5 separate regions of the Mus musculus genome follow, and all the other regions are linked to region 4. The links are chromatin contacts, called in public HiCAR-type, HiChIP or PLAC-seq, Micro-C and promoter capture Hi-C maps. All regions are on one chromosome and are shown on one strand. Each heading gives the region's core, a stretch centred on a gene start, on an enhancer-like site or on the middle of the called end of the contact. The rest is flanking DNA. Distances are from core to core; before and after follow the strand shown.

What was found. Promoter capture Hi-C pulls out the DNA fragments that hold promoters and counts their contacts. A called contact is a pair of places that touch in the nucleus more often than the background predicts. HiCAR-type assays count read pairs that join an accessible place to other places. HiChIP or PLAC-seq counts read pairs in DNA pulled down with a chosen protein or histone mark.
Region 1: a contact with region 4 is called in an H3K27ac HiChIP or PLAC-seq map of embryonic stem cells, with 4 times the contacts expected there. The contact joins the promoter of Napepld here to the promoter of 5031425E22Rik in region 4. A contact is called at or near these places in 4 of 39 promoter capture datasets (the 3T3-L1 cell line, cranial neural crest, second pharyngeal arch cranial neural crest and 1 more) and 7 of 115 datasets of contacts at active chromatin or transcription factors (acute myeloid leukemia, cardiomyocytes, embryonic forebrain and 4 more).
Region 2: a HiCAR-type map of astrocytes shows a contact between it and region 4, with 6 times the contacts expected there. The contact joins the promoter of Dnajc2 here to the promoter of 5031425E22Rik in region 4. A contact is called at or near these places in 15 of 39 promoter capture datasets (the C10 cell line, the HPC-7 cell line, cranial neural crest and 10 more), 2 of 484 Hi-C or Micro-C datasets (embryonic stem cells and liver), 16 of 115 datasets of contacts at active chromatin or transcription factors (DN3 thymocytes, T-cell acute lymphoblastic leukemia, acute myeloid leukemia and 11 more) and 3 of 9 other capture datasets (adipose tissue, liver and macrophages).
Region 3: a contact with region 4 is called in a promoter capture Hi-C map of pre-B cells, with 7 times the contacts expected there. The contact joins the promoter of Fbxl13 here to the promoter of 5031425E22Rik in region 4. A contact is called at or near these places in 7 of 39 promoter capture datasets (the 3T3-L1 cell line, cranial neural crest, embryonic stem cells and 4 more) and 1 of 115 datasets of contacts at active chromatin or transcription factors (astrocytes).
Region 5: a contact with region 4 is called in a Micro-C map of embryonic stem cells, with 14 times the contacts expected there. The contact joins the promoter of Reln here to the promoter of 5031425E22Rik in region 4. A contact is called at or near these places in 3 of 39 promoter capture datasets (fetal liver, liver and stem cell-derived epiblast-like cells) and 2 of 484 Hi-C or Micro-C datasets (embryonic stem cells and fetal liver).

Annotation. Positions count from the first base shown.
Region 1 is chr5:21,700,096-21,702,795 of GRCm38.p6, reverse strand. It overlaps Napepld (N-acyl phosphatidylethanolamine phospholipase D), which reads left to right and starts at 1,400. Exons shown (of 5, transcript NM_178728.6): 1 at 1,400-1,591.
Region 2 is chr5:21,783,912-21,786,611 of GRCm38.p6, reverse strand. Dnajc2 (DnaJ heat shock protein family (Hsp40) member C2) reads left to right here and starts at 1,447. Exons shown (of 17, transcript NM_009584.4): 1 at 1,447-1,623. The coding sequence starts at 1,560. It also overlaps a transcript of Psmc2 not described here.
Region 3 is chr5:21,644,158-21,646,857 of GRCm38.p6, reverse strand. Fbxl13 (F-box and leucine-rich repeat protein 13) reads left to right here and starts at 1,253. Exons shown (of 21, transcript NM_001199632.1): 1 at 1,253-1,396. The coding sequence starts at 1,322. It overlaps Armc10 (armadillo repeat containing 10), which reads right to left and starts at 852. Exons shown (of 6, transcript NM_026034.5): 1 at 623-852. The coding sequence starts at 755.
Region 4 is chr5:23,432,050-23,434,749 of GRCm38.p6, reverse strand. 5031425E22Rik (RIKEN cDNA 5031425E22 gene) reads left to right here and starts at 1,414. Exons shown (of 3, transcript NR_165300.1): 1 at 1,414-1,540. Kmt2e (lysine (K)-specific methyltransferase 2E) reads right to left here and starts at 286. Exons shown (of 26, transcript NM_026984.2): 1 at 1-286.
Region 5 is chr5:22,343,383-22,346,082 of GRCm38.p6, reverse strand. Reln (reelin) reads left to right here and starts at 1,378. Exons shown (of 65, transcript NM_011261.2): 1 at 1,378-1,903. The coding sequence starts at 1,675.

The DNA of each region.
Region 1 (2,700 bases), core at 151-2,650, 1.7 Mb after region 4:
GACCCATTTTTTGTGTATATAAAATGTGTTCACAGTGACTGATGGAATAAGGGCAAGAAATGACATGTTTAAAGTTCCCTAGCAAGGATGCTAGGAATCGAAGCAGTAATAGCAGTCTGTCCTTTGGGGTTGAATTTGAAGTGTGTCTTCCCTTCTTTTTTAAAATTTGCTAATGCATGTCGAGAATTATTCAGCCCCACCCAGGCGCAAAAGAGCTATCAGGAATAAACTTTAAACTTTTGCTAGTTTTACACTTAAAACTAGCAAAAGGAAAACAATCAGTTACAACTGCAAACTACCCTGAGGAAATCAAGTATACATCGATAGTGTCCTGCAGTATTAGATAGCTATAGTCACTTTCTAAATGCATTATAGTTTGGTTTGCATATTCCTAGCGTATCTGTACTAATGCCTGGTCTTTCTTTTCTTTTTGCTAACACAATCTCAGACACAATCTATTTAGTTCTGGTCTATGAATATATCTCACAAAGACCTTCAAGAGTATTTAAACTGTCAGCCTATCTATTTACCATTGAATTCTGTATGACTTTGCAAGTTATCTCTTGAAATAATTTCAACCAGTTAAGAATTTCAGAATTGTAATTTTATGTTTTGATCTTATCCTGAGATTTCAAAAAGCCAGACATTTAGAACATTATATGCCGAAGGCTGACATAATTTAAAATGTAACTGAGTACACAAGGTAGTGGAGCCATTTATACTCAGTACTCACTATATATAATCAGTGTCTGTAACCGAGCTCTTTAGTCAAGACTGTCAGTGCTGTTGTACATAGTGGGCCACGACAGGCACATTGGGCAACCAGATTCTTCTGGGTTTAGCAACTGTCAAGGAATGAGCTCACGTGACCTGGAAGGCTGGGAGCCAAACTGGTCAGAGAGCTTTGCGGTATCAGTTCTGCTCGCTGCGCGGACTTTACCAAGATGGCCTCGAGGCCTCTGCGCCTCTGTCCTCCGGGGCAGCCATCTTGGTAAAGGCCAGGCAGGGGGTGGCTCCCGGTATGACCCGGCTGCAGCCTGGGACCGCATGGTCAGAGACGACCGCCACCAAAGATGGGGAGGCGGCGCGTGCTGAGGCGCTGCGTGCAGCTGTTGGTGTCCTCAGCGGAGCTGGGGTGGCCGGGCCGAGGGAGGAGAGACGCGGGAGGAGGGCGTAGAGCGGCTGGGCCCGCAGAGCCGAGGCCCTCAGGCGAGGAGACGCGACGCAGCGCGCGCCTGCCTGCGCTCCGCGCAAGGTGAGCCCGCCCCTTCGCTCCACCCTCGCAAGATGGCTCCGCCCCTCGAGCTTCCGCTCCGTCCAGCAGCCTCGCTTCATCCCGCCCTCTAACCAACTCCGCCCCCCGCCTTCCAGCGCCGCCCACCGGCATGGCCCCGCCCACATACAGCGCGCCGCCTTCCCGGGAACCTGAGCGCCTGCGGGTGAGCCTCCCTGCTGTTAGCCTGGATCTTCGCGGGAGGCGGTTCGGCGACCGCGGTTCCTTTTCGTTGGTTTGCTCCTTAGTCTCGATATCTGCGTGGAACAGCCTTTCTGGGGCTGTTCGGATACCTCGGTGAAGTGCAGCGGGTTTCGAGTAGGTTTCTAGCACCCAAGCCCTGCCTCCTCCTGGAGATGCACTTGTGAGTGGCAGGCTTCTTTTGAATTACCGCACCTCTGGAGTTGCGGAGCTTGCATCTCTGGATCCGCTTACGTGAAGAGCCACCGCGTTTTTAGGCGCCCAGAGGGAAGTAGCTGTATTTGGGATTTAAGATCTACCCTTCCTGCTGCAGACTCCCTGGTTACAGCTCCACGATAGGAATACAAGTGGGTGTATCTTCATTTGGTTGTATGTAAATGAATGGGGTCCACAACTTGCTCAGAGCAACTTATTTCAGCTTCGGTGTAGTATTTATGTCCTAAAAAAATCCATCCCCAAAGCATTATTGCCGTTTTTCTTAAAGTAAGAGTAACTTATTTAACCACAGAATGAATAAAAGTACGAGGCGGGATTAGAGAAGGATGGCAATAGACCTTTTTCTTTCTTTTCTTTTTCCTTTTCTTTCTTTTGTACTGTGTTTGCTCATTAGATCGGCTATTCTTGATGGCGGTTCATATGGACTCCTCTTCCCAAGGAGCGCGGTATGAACCCGGTTGTTGTGAATATGCGTTCAAGGTCTCCAGTGGAACCTGGATAATGTGTACTAACAGTCAGACCCAGAAAACATTAAGGGATTGAGAAAAGTCAACAACATAAAAAAAAAAAAGTCTGGGATTCTTGCTTTGCCCTTACTGTAGGCTGTTTATACGTTGTTATGCTGTGACTTGCATGGGTGGTTTTGGCTTAGCATGAAGTCAGAAAGCCACTTTTGCAACACACTTCTCTTAAATTAAGAAATAATTTTCATCTTTATTAACAGATGGACGTATAACAGTTCTGTTTTGTCACATTGGGTAGAAGTTAGTGGTAACAACATGATTTAGAAAGAAGTTACATAATCTTTAAAAGGGTGATTACTTGTATCTTACAACAGTCTAATTAAAAAAAATAGTTTGATTTTTGTTGTAAGGAAATGTTAGCTCTGTTAAAGATTTAGGGCAAAAATGTGCATTTAAAATCAGAATCTAAGAGGAATCGAGGGTTTGAAATGGGTGTAAGTCAATTGGAAATACAGTCATAATTTTCAAAGATTTTATTTTGTTAAT
Region 2 (2,700 bases), core at 198-2,697, 1.6 Mb after region 4:
AACTCCAGTCTTTTTTAGATACCCGAATAGGAACGTCCAAGATTAGCCCTAGCTCAGTTGATGACCTAAAATCGTGATTTAGTCACTAGTAAATAATACACATAGGCGGGTAGTTTATTTCATCTCTAAATAGTTTGCCTCGCAAGACTGGAAAGGCGCTACAGAGCAGGCCTTGTAGAATGCCTGGCAGTTTGGACGCAGTTAATTGGTGGCTAGATCTACAAATTGAATAAAGATAATGCATTTCTGTTAGGGAGTGTGTATCCAGGTTATACAAAGATCCACAACAAGAAAGGAATCTGGTTGTTATGACAGGAAAGGAGGAGGGAAGATTAAAAGATAGAGGGAAGGAAAGTAGGTAAAGAATTTGGACATATTTCTCTAGAGGAGATACACAAATGCCAATAAACGGACGCATGAAAGGATGTTAAAATCAAAAGCACGTCATTCTCTTTAGGATGGTTCCTCCTCCTCCTCCTCCTCCTCCTCCTCCTCCTCCTTCTCCTCCTCCTTCCCCTCTCTCTTTCTCTCTCTCCTTCTTAAGACTGGCTCTGCGTGGTCCTGGCTATCTAGCAACAGATCAGGCTGTCTGAGAACTTAGAGGTATCTGCTGCGACAAAGGCTGTGCGCCACCATGACCGACCCATGGATCACTATTATGTTTAAAAAGAAAGTTTGACCGGATGTTGAAAAAAAAAATAGATGCTGTTTACACTGTTGGTGTAAAATACTGCAGTGCTTGCGAAAAACTGAAAATAACTAAAATAAAATCTATATAAACTAGTTATCCTACTGCTAAATATCAAATGCCAAAAAGTTGGAAATAGGATTTCAAAGAGATCCGTGTACAGCCCTATTTATAGCTGCATTAGCAAAGGCCAAATGAAGAATAACCCAAGTACCCAAATACATAAGATGGGTAAACAAAAATGTGGTTATGGGAATATAGTATTATTTGGCCTTAAAAAAATAAATTCTGTGACCATTATACTAGTGAATACACCGCTCACATAGAGACAATGTTATAATATATAACATTATTAATATAACAATACAATGATATATAGTTATATGATTCCACTTTTATGAGGTACCTAGAGATTGGTGGTAGCTCAGCACTTGGGAGATTTAAACAGGATATTCACAAGTTAGAGGCCGGCCTGGGTGACAAAAGTGAGTGAAGTTCTTTTTCAAAATTATTTCCTCCGTCTTGCTCTCACGTGAAAAAACAAACAAAAAAACAAAACAAAAACCAAAACAATCCTTTTCACGTAGGAACTGATGCGTCTAGGAACTGTTCCTTCGAGCTCCTTGGTCTCCGGTCGGTTTAGAGTCACAGAGGAAGTAGGCGGCCGCGCGCATTGGCGCGAGGCCGTGGGGGTGGGGTTGGCGGCCGCGCCGTGCGAGCCCCATCCCGGAAGTGCTCACTGGTCGTCTCCATGCGCCGGCTCCGGGGCGTAAAGCCTAGGCGCGAGGCTCAGACCACAGGTAGTGCGGACGCGGAGGGCCCTGCCTGCCGGCCGTGAGCCGCGGCGTCCGCGGGACCAGCCCCAACCAGCATGCTGCTCCTGCCGAGCGCCGCGGAGGGCCAGGGCACCGCCATCACCCACGCTCTGACCTCCGGTACGTGCCCACCAACCCAGTTTCCGCCCTGCCTCGGGCGCCCCTGCCCCAGCCCTGTCCCTAGCAACCCCTGGCTCGGTAGCCTTGACCCCGGCAATCTGCTCCGGGACTCGGGGGACTGTGACGAGCCCCTGCTGCTCAGTGCTGTAATTTGAAGTGTCCCCGGTTTCTCGGAAAGGAGGGTGGGGGCGTCTTCCTTGTGCACCTGTGGTTCCTTCATCCTGGTGAGGCTGCTGACTCACGGAGCGGGCTGAACAGCTGAGGACCGAGCCCTCCTGTACCCCGAAAGGCCCCCTAAGGCACCCCCCCTGCCCACGGCGGAGCGACCCCGCTGCACGCACCCGCGTGCCGGGAGAGATACAAAGCCTTGTAAACGCTGTTCAGCCCTTCGCCTCCACCTTTGCTCCCGGCTGTGTATTTTGCTTGTCGGAACTCAGAACTTCCTCATTCCGTTGGAAGCCCCCTGTGAATGCTCCTGGACAGCTTGGCGTACACCAAGGATGGTTAAAAGCACAACTTAGCCTCCTGCTGTAGGGGTTTTGGTTTATAGCCCTGCACGCCAGAAAGTATTTCAAGTGTCGGGTCTCTCATTTTAATGATCTACATTAATTCCCATAGCCGCTTACCGTGGGCACTTGTTGAATATAATTTTTAAATGTTTCCCATGGCACGTGTTGCGTTTGTGTGTCGCGGTAATCCTGTAGTGAGGGAAAGGCTTCCAAGACACGGTTTTGAAAGCCACGCCCCCGCTACTCAGCCGGTTCATTTTCGCGTTTGACTCCTCTCCTGTGTTAGGTGGAGGAAATCTTAATATCATAAGCCAGTTAAAACGTGAAAAAGAAAGGGTCTTAGAAAATGATGCCCACAAATTGTGCACCAGAAAATTGCCCTTTGATTTCTTAAGAAATTAAAATTATGATCTTTTTTCCTGACACAGATTACCATTTTTTAATTTCTGTTATACATATCTACAGTTATTTATTCCATGTTACTTTCTCTACAACAGTTTAAAGCTTTAAAACTGCATTCGAATATTCTAGGAACTGGGTGAGATAGGTATTGTTTCCATCCTGAAAT
Region 3 (2,700 bases), core at 4-2,503, 1.8 Mb after region 4:
AGGCAAGCAGGTATTGGTTGGCAGGTTTTATTTCAAATAGTTTTTCCAACAGTTTTCACGACTTAAGCCATCCTTTTAGAAGGGTGTGTCTCCTGTTGGTTGTGGTTCTTATTCCCAACACACACACCCCGGTTGCAGGGACGCTACGGATGACTTAAAGGTACTTCCCAGGACAGGTGCCACAAAGTGCTGGCAGAATTGCATCTCAGGGATCCATTCTTCACATAGCACGAGCAAAGTTTCAACCCAGGCTTGAGGCCCCTGAGAACCTTCTCACAGTAAGGGGCATCTCTTTGATAACAACACAAAAGCTCAGGTAAAACTTTAAAATGAGAGGCAATCTACTTGGCTCGGAGAAACCTCAGCTCTTGGCTGTGAAGCCGAAGGGAAGTAACAGGACACTTCGGGCAATGTTTTCAGCTCTTATTTTAAACAAAGAAGTGGGAGCAGGGAAGCGGCTCAGGACCCACCCAAGGCAACCTGGGCTTCCAGAGTCGTCTGTCTACCTCCAGCCTTTCTCCCCATGCAGTCGCGGGTGTCTAGGGCACCTCCAACCCAGCCTGGCCTGAGGTGGGTCCGGAGCCCCGAACCAGTCCACCTGCCGGGCAGCCCATCGCCTCACCTGCGGATCGCGAAGGGCGCAGTCGGCGACCGCCTCGCCGCGGTCCCCGAGTCAGCCGGTAGATACAGTAGCAGGCGCCGGCGCCCAGGACCAGCCCTGCTGCCACCCAGCCCACGTCCCGCGCGCCACCCATGCTGCTGCCTCGGAGCTGCAGGGAGCCGAGGAGCCAGGGCCACACGCAGGTGCAGCTGGGCCAGAACCAGCCCAGAGAAAGGAAATGGGGTTGGAGCTCCGCCTTCCGGAAGCCGCCCTGCTAAAATCGGAAGCCCTCCCACCCTGTGTGCTGCGGTTCCTTTCACCAGGCAGGCGGGATGCCCCTAGTGCAAGCAGCTTTTTCCTGGACCAAGACCGGGACTGCGGCGCGTTGAACACAGACCCTAGCTCCGCCCCAACACTCACTCTCCCGTCCAGCCCTCTCATTTTACCCGGCCCCGGCCTGTACTGTCCTGCCCCGCCCCTCCCCGCTCTGCCCCGCCTCTCTGCACTCGCCCCGCCCCTCTCTGCCCCGCCCCTCTGCAATCGCCCCGCCCCGCCCCAGTTGCCCCGCCCCCTCCCTGCTAGGTTCTTTCTTCATCTCGCGAAAGGCTTGGACTATTTGGCACCTCCTTTGTGGTTGCTAGGCAACGCTCCGGCGCGTCTCTCCTCCTCAACGTGAACAGCAGTAACCTATGAAACGCATTCTGAGTCCTGCTTCTGACCATGGCTTCACTACGCAGTGCCACCCCCAGGCTAAGGAGCTACTTCAGGGACAAGTACATTCCTCAAATCTGTGAGGTACTGCAGCCACATAGCCTCTCACACAGTGGGCGCGGGGAAAAACTGGGAGAGGCAAGGAGATTCCCGGAACTGGAGCTAAGAAGGAGCAGGATGGGGAAGCTTGAAGTCAATTTAGGGTAACTAGAGAGAGAAGGGTAGGTTAGAGAAGACCGAAGGGTGCCGGTGGCTAAAACCAAGCCCAGGTGGGGATGACAAAGGAAGGGGACGGGGGAAAGTGACAATCTGCAGGGGGCGCAAAGAGCACAGGGCCTGGGTTGGAATCTCCAAGTGTCAACTACTAAATTCTATTATGGAAGAGCGTCTTGAGCAAGAAGTGAGTGGTGAGCCACTTGAAGACAAAAGACTTGAGGGGTTCTGGGTGTAGGCTTCGCCCCGCCTCGTTGTTAGCAGGAGGGAAGAAGAGTCACCTGCCTCTACACACAGCTTCACAACACACCTTTTTAGAGATCGCCACCAAGCAAAACCTGAGGTCTTGGTTTCAACAAAGAAATGAATTTCGGGGCCAACTTGTATGAAGCAAAGCTGGCTTCATTAAACGCAGGAACAAAGGTGCTCCAGTAGAGAGAGTAGAACACACCTGGTCAGACAATTGCGGGCTTCTGAAGGGAGAGTCGACCTTAAGTGTTGTCTTCACAATGCTGACATCAGTATTTTTTCTTGTGACTTTCAAGGTTACATTTCTAAATGTTGCCAAGAAACTACTACCCCTTTTCTTTTTCTTTCTTAATTTCTTTATTCACTTACTTCCCGATTGCAGCCCACCCCTCTCCTCCCCTCCCAGTCCCTTACAAGCCCCTCCCCCACTACCCCCTTCCCCCTATCAGAGGAGAAGGGAAAACCCTCCTTGGGTACCACCCCAGAGTCCCAGAAGGATAAACATTCCCCTTTTATTAACATCACCCAAAGAGTATAGTCTGTAACAAAGTTAGATTAAAAACCGAAGTTTCTTTTTCTCTCAGTAACTAACATATAGTGCATTTATGAACAGCTTCATTTAGTTCTGGGAGTGGGGAGGCCAGGAATTCAAGATAATGTGTCATTTTGACCTTATGTAAGCAGAGCCTAATTACTGGCCTCGACATCCTTGGTTGAAGTGTCTGGAGATACAGCACCCAGCCTCAAGTGAGCACAGTTGAAGTCCATTAGGTTCTTACCCGCAGACTTAAAGTCCTTTCTGAGCAGTGAAAGTAGATCAGTTCTGAAGGAGCAGGGTTTCCTCCTCTACCTCCGCCTCCAGTCCCCTCCAGTCCCCTCCAGTCCCCTCATTCTGCCCTGCCTCGGGAGGACAGTATGGTATTGAA
Region 4 (2,700 bases), core at 165-2,664:
TTATCGGCTCGACCCCGGGCGAGGTTCTCCACACCTCAGCGCTCGGTCGACCCCCGACGACAGCCACTGCGGTCGCAGAACCGACTCCACACCCCCTCCCCAAGCAGCAGCGCGCAGCGTCTTCAGTGGGAACCCAAGAGTCGGGCACTGCGGGCCACGGCAGGAATGACGAGGAGACGCTGAGGCTGCTCCGAGTGTCTATGCCCCCTCTGCTGCCGCTCCCGAACGCAGGCTCGATCTCCGACTCGGCCCCCTGCGCCCGCTCAGTGTCACTGCTTCTCGCTCTGGGAAAATGGCGGCGGCGACGGCGGCGGCGGCGGCGGCAGCGGCGGCGGCGGCGGCGGCAAGCGCACGGGGCCCGCCCGCCCCGCTCCGCAGGGGCAGGGGGGAGGGGACGAAGCTACTCGCCGCCATCTTGGTTATGGGCTGCGGCCCGACGCGGCCTCTCCGCCGAGGCGTGGAGACGTCACGCTAGAGGCCGCGAGCTGGCCAGACACTCCGTCTTTCCCACAACAGGTGCATTCATCCATCCGCCGACGGTTGGGGAGGTCTTGCTAGCTGGTGGGCTTGGCTCTTTACCCGTTGTCCCCGAGTAGCCCTCAAGCCTGGATGTAGGTGAGCGTGAGGATGCTACTAGTGGGTAGAAGGATGACAGCAGGGACGGGGACGACCCCCCTCCCATCACTTCCTAAGGTGATGCACTTGCTCCTACCCCCCAAGCAGCCTCAGTCCCGGCAGCCCCCTCCCCCCGGCCTGGCCTGCCAGCTCAGGGTGAGCCCGGTCGGATTGTCACTCGACGCCCACTAGTGGCTGAGGAGGCTCCAGTGCGCAGGCTCCGGGCACCGGATAAAAGCGGAGCTGGCGAGTCCCGCGCTGTCTCGATGGAGGAGCGAGAAACGCAAGAGGTCGGGGGGAGAAGCCGCAGAAAAAATTGCAGCCATCGTCAGCGCCGCCTCCCTGCCACCGTGTATGGGGTAAAAGCTGCCGTTGCCGCTGCCGGTGCAGTCGCTGCCGCCGCCTCCTATACTTCTTAGCACCGGGGAAGGATTCCCCGCCGCGGGACAGTGTGCTGGGCGGGGAGCGGGAGTTCGTTTGTGTGGCGGTGATTAAACGAGGGAGGGACAGAGCTGGTTTCTCGAACCGAAAAGGGGAGGCCAAGGAACAAAACAGGGTTCTCCACTAAAATCACACAGCGATTACGGATCTGGCTTTGGGGGCCTTTCCCCGGAATGGCGGTTTCCGTCTTCTTGGCCCGCAGCACGACCTTGGGTGCTCCGTAAGAGGAGTGGGGAGAGGCAGAGGCGGTGTCGGCAGCCAATCGGCGTCTGGTGATTTCTGTCGGGCGCGTAGGGATTGGCTGACGATGACCTCATGCTGCAGCAGCGGGTGGGGCCAGAGTCGTCGGGGGTGGCTGTTGCAAAGGCAGAGAGTGAGAAGTGATGACGGTGATCGTTGTCGCCGCGTCTTCTGTGGAACCCAAGCAGTGCCGAAGGAAGTCGCAAGGCTCTTCCCCGACCTTTTGCTCCTCTCCCTGCGCGAGGTGAGGGCCCTGGCTCGGCCTCTGCGAGACTTTGGGGCGCTGGTGCGGCCGTGGAGGCGCAATTTCTCCTGTGACTTTTGTAACTGCGTCAGGGCAAGATGGCGCTGGGTCTCCTTGGGGCGCGGGGGGAGAGGCACGTCCACCGCCGCCGCAGCGCATGTGACCGGCTGCATTCCTGTGGGGTTTGGCGGGGACCCAGGCAGGGCGGGGGAGGGGACCGGGTTTGGGCGGAGGAGATGGTGGTGCGGTCGGCGTTGGCTGCCCGAAGAGGAAGAGATGACTGTTTGAAAGCTCTTCCCCTCCCCCACTCCCCGCAGCAGAACTGCTGCGGGGGGGGGGGGAGCCCCTGAAAGGACACTCCTTTCGGGGTGTGCCAGCCACTGGTGGAGGAGAAGGTTTGACGCCTTCTTATATCTGCCTTTCTCCTTGCAAAGTATGCTTACGTAAGGTGGCAGTTCCCTCCTGTAAGCCAACTAGGAGGCCCTGAGTGTCACTGGTATGGGTAACAAGGACAGGTTAGGCTCTGAAGGCACCACAGGTAGGAGTGTTGATTATTTCAGACAAAACATAAAGTTTGGGGGGTCTGAATAGAAGACTACAGCATTCTCAGAGTTTGAAAGCAAGTGAATAACACCCAGGAACACTTAGGGTTTCTAGGCAGACAGCGATTAAGGACTGCATCACAGTCTGAACGGAAGGGCCCTGTCAAACCTTCTCCTTAGATTCTTTGTGTTCATTACCCTCCCTGTCTGTACATCCCGTGAGAGAGTTTAAGTAATCTTACTGGTGAGGGTTGCCTTTTCAAATATAAGTATTCTTAGTAATTTTAGTATTTTGTTCTGTATGAAACTGAAAGGTCATTTTCTATACTTCACGTTGCATTTTGTCGTCCTTTTAAAAATAAAAAATGGAATTACAAATGCTTCTGGTAAATATTCGTTAAAGCTCTCTATCCTGCGTCTTTAAAGCACATTTGCAATAGCATAAAACGTATTTTTAGTGGGACTTAGGGATGGGAATGAGGGCTCGAATGGGTTTTGCTATTTAATAGCCTAGACTAGCTTGGAACTCATACTCCTGCCCACCCTCCTATTGCTAGGATTACAGGCTCTGCCTGGGTACTATTTCAACAAAACACTGTATTTGGTGCTGAGAGAAAA
Region 5 (2,700 bases), core at 129-2,628, 1.1 Mb after region 4:
GGCCAGGCATCTTTAGAGTCAGCCTTCGTCTTACTTGGGGCAAGCTATTCTGATTTCTCCCCTGTGAAATGGGGGAAGTTTTGCTTCTTCCGGTGGTGGTGTTAGGATTACATTAGGCTAATGATCTACAAGCCTGTGCAGCCTGCATGGCACTTTGCTCTAGTGTAATATTAGTCGCGTGTATGAATATGTGTGCTGTTGAACTTTGGGAGGATTGGAAGTAATGGAGACCAACAGGCAGTTAGGTCCTTCCTATCTGCTGAAACTGTGAATGTGGCAGAAAAAAAAAAATCTTTTGCAATGAAATTACCACAGAGGTCTCCCTTTGGATCTTGCCTTCTGACGCCCTTCTCCCAAACTCAGGCAAAGACTACCATTTCTGACATTACAGTTTCCTGGTTTCTTTACAAGCAAGGCTTATTTTGGCTTGGTGCTGAGCCTGGAGAAATGCATTAAAACCTGGCAGCTCTGTTCTCCCGTCTCTGGGTGCCTCGGGGCTCCTGCCAGCGGTGCTCGGTTAAAAAACGTGCTTCTGGATGGTTTCACTTGCCCGCAGTCCTGCGTGAGATAGCTCATTAACGCCGGTTTCATTGCTGCTGCCAGCCACTCCTCTGCATGCCTTCCCCTCCCCCACCCCAGTGACAGTGGTCATGCATGACATGTAGAAGTAATAAACTCGGACCTAAAATTTACTACCCCCATCTCCGTCCGAGGAATCCCCTAGCAACGCGTAAATACAGAGTCCGGCGAAGCTCGCCTGTCGGGTCCCCTCACCACAATCCCCACGGCCGAGAAGCCCGACGATCTGGCCCCGCACCACTCCAGGTGGCAATCGCACCGTCACCCAATCTCCCTTTCAGCCTGGCTGCCACTGAAGACCCGGGCCGGGGCAGCGACGGGGCCGCGAGGCCTGACTGGAAAGGGCTCGCGCGCGCGGGGCACCGTCGCGGTTGGGGCCACTGACGGGAGGGTCCCCAGGACAAGCGCTGGCCGTGGGGACTGGGGGGCGGCGGGCCCCGAGGGGCGAGGGTTGCAGCCGGCGTAGACAAAGAACAGCGCGGTCCCCGCCGCCCTCGGCTTCCCCGCGCGTCCTCGCAGAACGGGCAGCCGTGAGCCCGGGGCTCCGGTTCCCCGGGGCAGCCCGTCGGTCTCTGGCCGCTCTCGTTCGCGCAGCGGCCGAGCAGCCCTGCCCTTCCGGGCGGAGCGGGCCGTGGGCGGGAGGCGCGCGTGTGCTCCGGGCACAGCCCGAGGTGCGGGCAAGCCCGAGGGGGCGGGGACGGGCGCGGGGGCGGGGGCGCGGCTGGGACACGTGTGGCGGCGGCGGGGGAGGGGGCGGCGCCCGGGGCTTTAAGAAGGTGCGGAGGGGGCGGGCACTTTCCCAAGCCCGGCCGAGGGGCGTCGCGTGCACACCGGCGGCGGCGGCGCTCGGAGGCGGACGACGCGCTCTCGGCGCCCGCGGCCCCGGTTCCCCCCGCGCTCTCGCTCCGGCGGCCCAAAGTAACTTCGGGAGCCTCGGTCTCCCGCTAACTTCCCCCCGCGGGCTCGGTTGCCCGGACCCGCTCGGCTCGAGCCCGCCGCCGGCTCGCCTTCCCCGCACGCGGCTCCTCCGTGCCGGTGCCTCCGAAAGTGGATGAGAGAGCGCGCGGGGCGCGCGGCGGCACGGAGCGCGGCGGCATGGAGCGCGGCTGCTGGGCGCCGCGGGCTCTCGTCCTGGCCGTGCTGCTGCTGCTGGCGACGCTGAGGGCGCGCGCGGCCACCGGCTACTACCCGCGCTTCTCGCCTTTCTTTTTCCTGTGCACCCACCACGGGGAGCTGGAAGGGGATGGGGAGCAGGGCGAGGTGCTCATTTCCCTGCACATTGCGGGCAACCCCACCTACTACGTACCGGGACAGGAATACCATGGTAGGTACCACCACGGCATCCCTACGGCGCCACGGTGGCCCGCGAGCGCATCTTTCCATCCTTTTCCTTCTTCCCAGGGGCCAGCCGGCCGGAGACCGGGACAACCTCCTACCTCAGCGGGGTGCGCTGCCTGGGGAGAGAGAACAAAGTTAGTGGAGAATGGAGTCCTGAGTTGGGATTTCAACTGTCCCCTAACACATAAACTGGTGCTTATGTGACAGGCCACACAAGCTTTTGGTACTGCTGTCCCCCACCCCTTCACTCCCTGCAGCTGCCGAACCTGCGCATCGTGTTTTCCTAACCCCAGTACTTAGATACCAGACTTTTGTCCTGTTCTGGGTCCTCCTTGGTGGGTCCCCAGGTGGCGCTGGGGTTGTCACTGGGTTTTGCCGGCCAGCTGCCGACAGATTGGAGCACTTTGGTCGGTGGCTGCCCATGCCGGCGGCCAGTTAAAAGTTCCCGCTGCTCTGCAGCCAGGAGTCCCTAGTGATCTGTCCTCAAGAAACAGAGCGGCTGTTTCCAACCCTTTATTCTTTTAAAGAGTCGTTTAAAATATCAGTGATTGATGATTTCTGTCATCCCCTTCATACTTTTAGCTTGGTGCTTGCTGTTGTTAGCATTGTCTGGGCGATGCTTACTAATCACTTGTATCTGCACAGCTTTAAGTCCCTGGCAGGACCTACAAGCTTCTCCCCACAAAGGCGATCCCTCTCCTAAGGGATCAGTATGCAATCCTTCATCGAGGTGAAACATTACTGCAAAGTTGAATTTTAGCAACAAGAAGAGTAATTTAATGT